Regions from separate parts of the Oryctolagus cuniculus genome. Here region 1 is linked to region 2. A link is a contact called in public Hi-C data. All regions are on one chromosome and are shown on one strand. The core of a region is the stretch at or near the end of the contact, and the rest is flanking DNA. Distances in the headings are between cores, read along the strand shown.

Region 1 (3,173 bases), core at 530-3,029, 110 kb after region 2:
GAGCTCCACAGGCCCCCCCTTGGCCAGTCATTCACACTGTTGACATGCAACTACACTGTACAACATGTGGCTGCTTAAGGCGGTAATTGTGCACAGATGATGTGGTCTACACTGAAGCTGGAGTGGTTATTTTTTTTTTCTTGGCTATTTTTTAATCCATGGATTCAAACTTGAAAACCTTGCCCAGTTTAAACAGGCTTTATTCAACATATAAATTTATTATGCATTGTTGCTAAAGTTGGTGCCATCAAAGACAGGCATACTTAGACCTGTATCCTGAAGTATCAACAACTGAGAGGAATGCACTCCTTGGTAACACCAGTGTCATACCATGTGGCATTAGGGAAGACAAAAATGGCCTGGCCCTAGGATCACTGTCTTTATATAAAATGGTAACTGGAGATACTAGCAAACAACCACTAAACATCACAGATTCTAGATGGAAGCACACTGAATTAACTGGACCACTGGGGAAGCTAAATGGCAATTTGAAATTGGAGATATGCTTCAGTTTACGGGTCATATTTGACATCTGTACATAAGCAGGGGGGACAAAACCTATTCTTTCCTGGCTCCAACCTTACCCATTAGCTTACCTGTTCCTTGGGTAACCAGAAGTCACAACCCCTGTTTATAGATATGTAAGGAGTCACTAAAAATATAATTATTCACAGACACTCTTCTAACCGGATATAATGACCGGGTGCACTGTTGTTACATAACCGCCTTTTTTACCTCAAGTCAAACCAAGTCTAATGCACAGTTGAAGATTACAAGTTTCAGTGCAAGAAAAATCACTTCTCCAAGACCCCAGAACAGCAGTGTTTAAAATACCCCCAATGAAACCCAAGCTTCCTGCTGGCCTCCTGCTGTCGGTTCCACTCTTCCCATTGCTGTGTTCCCATCCTGACACCCAGAGCCTGCGACTTCCCAACACATCATCATTTGCTGGGAGGTAACAATAGACACATTTTTCTGGAAACACTGATGTCCATTCATCCCCTTTCCCTCCCCACACCCCTAACAATGCAACTCCTACAAGTATTAAGAGAAAGCAAAGCAAAAGTGCTAGAAATCTCCCCCAGGACACCGCATCCATACACAGAGCCCCCACCCACCCCCACTCCCCCTTTGTTCCCTTTCTTGTCTGCCCCTGGGCGACCAAACTGTCAACTGCAATGACAAAGGATGGAATTCCCACACTTTGGAGATGAAATTCAGGGTTGTGCAGGTAGACATCTCGGGGATTTCACATGGTTCAAAGCCAGGTCCTGGCTTTCTGCTCTCTGGAGAGTTTCAAGGGCCTATAGCTTCTAAAGCGAAAACTCTTGCAGAAAAAATCGTAAAAAGGAAACCCTTTCGCATTTTGGGAGGACTCCCTGCCGTTTGCCTCTTCAGCTACCTACCTACCTCCTCAAAAGGGATTTATGTCAGCGGAGAGCGCGAGGCAAAGCTCTTAGAAACAGAACTGGTCTAAAATCGAATAACTGCCGATGTGTTTTCAGTGATATAAATCAGGAGTGGTGCGAAGAGGCTAGAGGGAAAAAAAATCCTATTTGGTGCTGGAAATACTGCGCCTTTTTTTTTTTTCCTGGCGAGCCGGAGTGTGCCAGCTTTTTCAGACGGAGGAATGCTGAGTGTCAAGGGGTCAGGATCAATCCGGTGTGAGTTGATGAGGCAGGAAGGTGGGGAGGAATGCGAGGAATGTCCCTGTTTGTGTAGGACTCCATTCAGCTCATTGGCGAGCCGGGGCCGCTCTGAGCGTATAAAAGCCTCGGGCCGCCCGCCCCAGCCTCACACAACAACTCTTCCCCGCTGAGAGGAGGCAGCCAGTGCAACTCCAACCGCAGGCGACCGACCGCCTCCAGCCCGACGGCAGCCGCCCCGGCCGACAGCCCCCGAGACCACAGCCCGACACGTCCAGGCACCCACCTCCGGCCACAGCCTGCGTCCCGGCTCCGGCCCAGCGCACCGCGCCCACTTCGCCGCCGCGCACTCCGCCCCGCCGCCCGCTCCGTCCACAGCACCCAGACCATGGCCGCCGCCGTGGGCCCTCTCCGCTTCGCCTTCGTGCTCCTCCTCGCCCTCTGCAGCCGGGTAAGCTCAGGGAGCCTCCGCCGCAGCCAGCGGCTGCCGGGGAGGGACTCGGGGCCGGGCGACGCCGGGGGCGTGCGCACCGAGCCGAGCACAGGCTGACCGCCCCTTCCTCCCTGCAGCCGGCCGCCGGCCAGGACTGCGGCGGACAGTGCCAGTGCGCGGCCGCGCCGGCGCCGCGCTGCCCGGCGGGCGTGAGCCTCGTGCTGGACGGCTGCGGCTGCTGCCGCGTCTGCGCCAAGCAACTGGGCGAGCTGTGCACGGAGCGCGACCCCTGCGACCCGCACAAGGGACTCTTCTGTGACTTTGGCTCGCCGGCCAACCGCAAGATCGGCGTGTGCACCGGTAAGACCCCCGCGCCGGTGCCCGGTCACTTCCTCCCTCAAAAGCCCACCCGCTCGCTCGCCCGCTGGACCTAAAAACCCCTAGACTGGAGCCCCTTTCTGCAGCTGCTTGCAGCCCGCCCCCTGCAGCCGGATCCTAACTTGCATCCCAGCTGCGCGTTTATAAGTTAACAAGTCTGGGAACGGGTACCTGACCTCTGCATCACCCCCTCCCTGCTTTCCTTCCTCTCCTTCAGCCAAAGATGGAGCTCCCTGCGTCTTCGGTGGCACGGTGTACCGGAGCGGAGAGTCCTTCCAGAGCAGCTGCAAATACCAGTGCACTTGCCTGGATGGCGCGGTGGGCTGTGTGCCCCTGTGCAGCATGGACGTCCGCCTGCCCAGCCCGGACTGCCCCTTCCCGAGGAGGGTCAAGCTGCCCGGGAAATGCTGCGAGGAGTGGGTGTGTGACGAGCCCAAGGACCACACCGTGGTTGGCCCTGCCCTGGCCGGTGAGTTGAGTCTTCCTCTAAGTCAGTGTGATGCCTCACCCCCACCCCTACCCCGGCCACGGGAGGTTGAGTCCTGAGGATGCCAAGTGCCAGGGGAAATGTCTTCTGCTGGCGTTTCACCTTGTGTTTGCGTGCTCTGTTCTCACAGCCTACCGACTGGAAGACACATTTGGCCCAGACCCAACCATGATGCGAGCCAACTGCCTGGTCCAGACCACAGAGTGGAGCGCCTGTTCCAAGACCTGCG
Region 2 (3,311 bases), core at 442-2,941:
CAGAGACAGAGAGAGAGATCTTCCATTCACTAGTTCACTCCCCAGATGGCTGCAACAGCCAGAGCTGTGCCAATCCAAAGCCAGGAGACAGGAGCTTCTTCTGAGTCTCCCACGTGGGTGCTGGGGCCCAAGGACTTGGGCCATCTCCTACTACTTTCCCAGGCCATAACAGAAAACTGTATTGGAAGTGGAGCAGCCAGAACTCAAAACCGGCACCTATATGGGATGCCAGCACTGCAGGCAGCAGCTTTACCTGCTACACCATGGCTTTACATACTACACCACAGTGCCGGCCCCCTAATTAAGGAAGACATTATTCCCATTTTCAAAGAGAGCCTCCACATTGTACCGTTGGAGTTGAGATCAGGTTTAGTAATTGAATTCAAAATTCATTGATTTTTTCCATTATAATCTCCCACTCTACCTTATTCAAATTGTTACTATCTGTGAGTATTGATTATAACATGTATATTAAGAGGGCAACTACCTGTTTATCTTTGGTTAGCACTTAGCATAGTTTTATATAATATTTTTAGAGAAAGTGTGTACCCAACAAAATCAACTGATTCTTCATTTCTTGAAGATAAGAGAAGATATATTTTTACAGGTTAGTCAATGAAATTTTTTCACATGTATTAGAGCAAAGGGAATGAGAGAGGAAATGGGTCTACTTGATGCCACCATGAGCAAGAGCATAATATATCGTAACTTCTCATCTTCATGGCAACCATGCATAGGCTACCATAGCTTCATGGCAACCATGAATAGGCTACTATGTCTCATAGATGAGAAACCCTAGTCACAAAGAAGTTAAGCATCTTAGGCAGTTCACACAGTATATGGTGCAAATGGGATTTCAAGTGAAGTCTATCTGACTCCAAGTACTATGGTATTCCCATTAAACCATCACACCATCCTCTAGTGTGGTTTCTTACGTAAATTCTATCAGAAGAAAATTTACTTTGCAAATTAGAAAAAAAAATCAACCTAAGCCTACCTTGATTAAAAGATCATGGTCTATCCCTAACCAGATAGTGATTCTGAGACAAATTGCATGTGCACTTGGCACTAATTGCCTGTTTCGTCCTGGAGATACTTGTATTATAATACAAGTATTTCTTTGGGAAGAACCCAATCCTTTAGCCTCTCTGGCACTGTCTAGCATGACTCAAGTCAGACTACAACAGCTCCAAACAACCCCTTCTAAACAAGATCTTAAGAATGTCAGTGACTAAGGTAGTATTGTTCTCAGATGACCTTGGGTGGGGGCCATGTCCCCTCACAAGTATGAAAAATTAAATGTTGCGAGATGGGGAAACTTAAGGTGAAGGGGTGTTACCATTTTCAGCACAAAAAGAATTGTTTTAATGTACCAACTGACTACATATTTCCTGGTTAATGGAAGCCCTCTCTCAAATCTTATTTTTTCCTCTTTGGTAGAAAGAAAATGAAAGATAAGACTTAAATGAAGTTACCCTCTGAAGCCTTACAGGAAGTGTTTATTTTGTCTTATGTAGAAAACCACAACCAGTCACCAGAAGAACTTGATGTCCCCGTTAAGAACGAAAGAGACCATGGTAAACAGCTGGAGGGAGCTGATAGCATGTCACACTGGCTGCATTCTTTACTAGCCCCTTGAATTGCTCATTTCAAAAAGGAGAAAACATTTCCTGCCTCAGTGCATAACAGAGGAAGGCAAACGGTCTGGAATGACCTCAGAAGGCTTCAGACTTCAACATAATTTGCTCAAAGCTTCAATCAACTGAACATTTGCCATACCACTTGGAAAAATGCCTGCATTTAGAAGGAAGAAAGGGAGAAAGCCTCCCCGTGAGAGAGTCTCAACAAGAAATCATTACAAATACTGAAAATATTTTCATCTTTGAGGTGTATGAGTGAGCATATCAGAATTTTTGGTATGTTTTTCCAACGATTCTTATTCCTAGCCAACTGTATCTTTTTGAAAACAAAAGGACATAATCTACTAACATGTGCAATACCTGGAGAATTTAACATATTCATTCATTTACTCACTCAACGCTGCCCCAAATACTTGGTCCACAGATATATCGGGAGCATTTGCTGTGTTTCTGATACTGATCTAGAAAATGTGGCCGACTGTGAACCAGGCAGTGAACTGGCCCATCCTTATGAGCATTCGGACTAGTTCAGTGGTCTTTATCCAGTTTGTGAACCAGAATCACCAGGGTGTTTTCTGGCTTTTGTTGCTTTTTGTTTGTTTTGGGTTTGCTTTTTTTTTTTAAGATGCAGAGTTGGGGGTGGTGGCAGGGGGGAGTCGGAAAGAGAGGTCTTCCATCCTCTGGTTCACTCTCCAAATGGCCACAATGACTGGAGCTGGGCCAATCCGATTTGAAGCCAGGAGCTTCTTCTAAGTCTCTCACGCGGCTCTGCAGGAGCCCAAGCACTTGGGCCGTCTTCCATTAATTTCCCAGGCATCAGCAGGGAGCTGGATCAAAATTGGTTCAAGCTGGGACTTGAACCAGTGCTCACATGGGATGCTGGTGCTGCAGTCAGAGGCTTAACCTACTACACCACGGCGCCAACTCTACCAGGGAGCTTTTAAAACAAGACACTTCCAAGTCCCTACTTTGCAGCAGTTAAGTCAAAGTCACTGGTTTGTAGATGCACAAAATCAAACTGAAAATGAACAATATAGTGTGGTGAACTAATGACAGAAAAATAAGAGCTATTTTGAAAGTATATAGCAAGCTCTCACAACATACATTCAGGGCTGTCCTCGAAGCATGTTTTAAATGATGATTTATCAATCAGTCTAGAAAACAAAGGGAGCATGGGCATTCTGAACAAAAGTGAAATCCAAAGGCAGGCACATACATTTTTTGGGTAGCACAGTGGTGTTATTATTGTTGGTGTGAGGTCCAAGGTTCAAGGCCAGTCAGACAATCAAAGAGACTGGATGAGTAGGAGTGAGACAGCAAGAAAACCCCAATTCTCATGCTGAGGAGCCAGTATTTATTCCCAAAACACTTTAACTTTTCAAGCAAGTTTATGCAAGAAATTCATGTGATATTACTCATTCTTTTAATTCCTTTACACCAGGCCACAGGCATATAAATTTTTGTAGATTTCTAGAAGCAACAAAACAATATAATCTCAAATTGCATCATCTCTTAATTGCTGGAGGAAATCAACACTTGATCTGCTACAGCTATCTGTCATCGCTGCATTCAAATTCTTGCCCAGTAGTTTATATTTCCTTTCCAGCAGAACCAGCCATTTGTCCTGCTTTAAAGATCTGCCCAAGGGTAAGGCCTGAGTGATGCTGAGGA

The links. Hi-C and Micro-C count contacts between places; a contact is called where the count stands out from the background.
Region 1: a Hi-C map of an unstated tissue shows a contact between it and region 2, with 2.0 times the contacts expected there. The contact joins the promoter of CCN2 here to the enhancer-like site in region 2. A contact is called at or near these places in 3 of 6 Hi-C or Micro-C datasets (embryonic fibroblasts, skin fibroblasts and an unstated tissue).

What each region holds. Positions count from the first base shown.
Region 1 is chr5:37,117,830-37,121,002 of mOryCun1.1, forward strand. CCN2 (cellular communication network factor 2) reads left to right here and starts at 1,780. Exons shown (of 5, transcript XM_051854328.2): 1 at 1,780-2,097; 2 at 2,217-2,439; 3 at 2,675-2,926; 4 at 3,075-3,173. The coding sequence starts at 2,035. It overlaps LOC103349888 (a long non-coding RNA gene), which reads right to left and starts at 1,039. Exons shown (of 6, transcript XR_011388521.1): 1 at 1-1,039.
Region 2 is chr5:37,011,285-37,014,595 of mOryCun1.1, forward strand. No RefSeq gene overlaps it. Among named protein-coding and RNA genes, the nearest start is that of CCN2, 110 kb to the right of the region's middle. Within about 2 kb of position 1,692, at least 1 of the 8 cell types and tissues checked has an H3K27ac peak or open chromatin away from gene starts, as enhancers often do.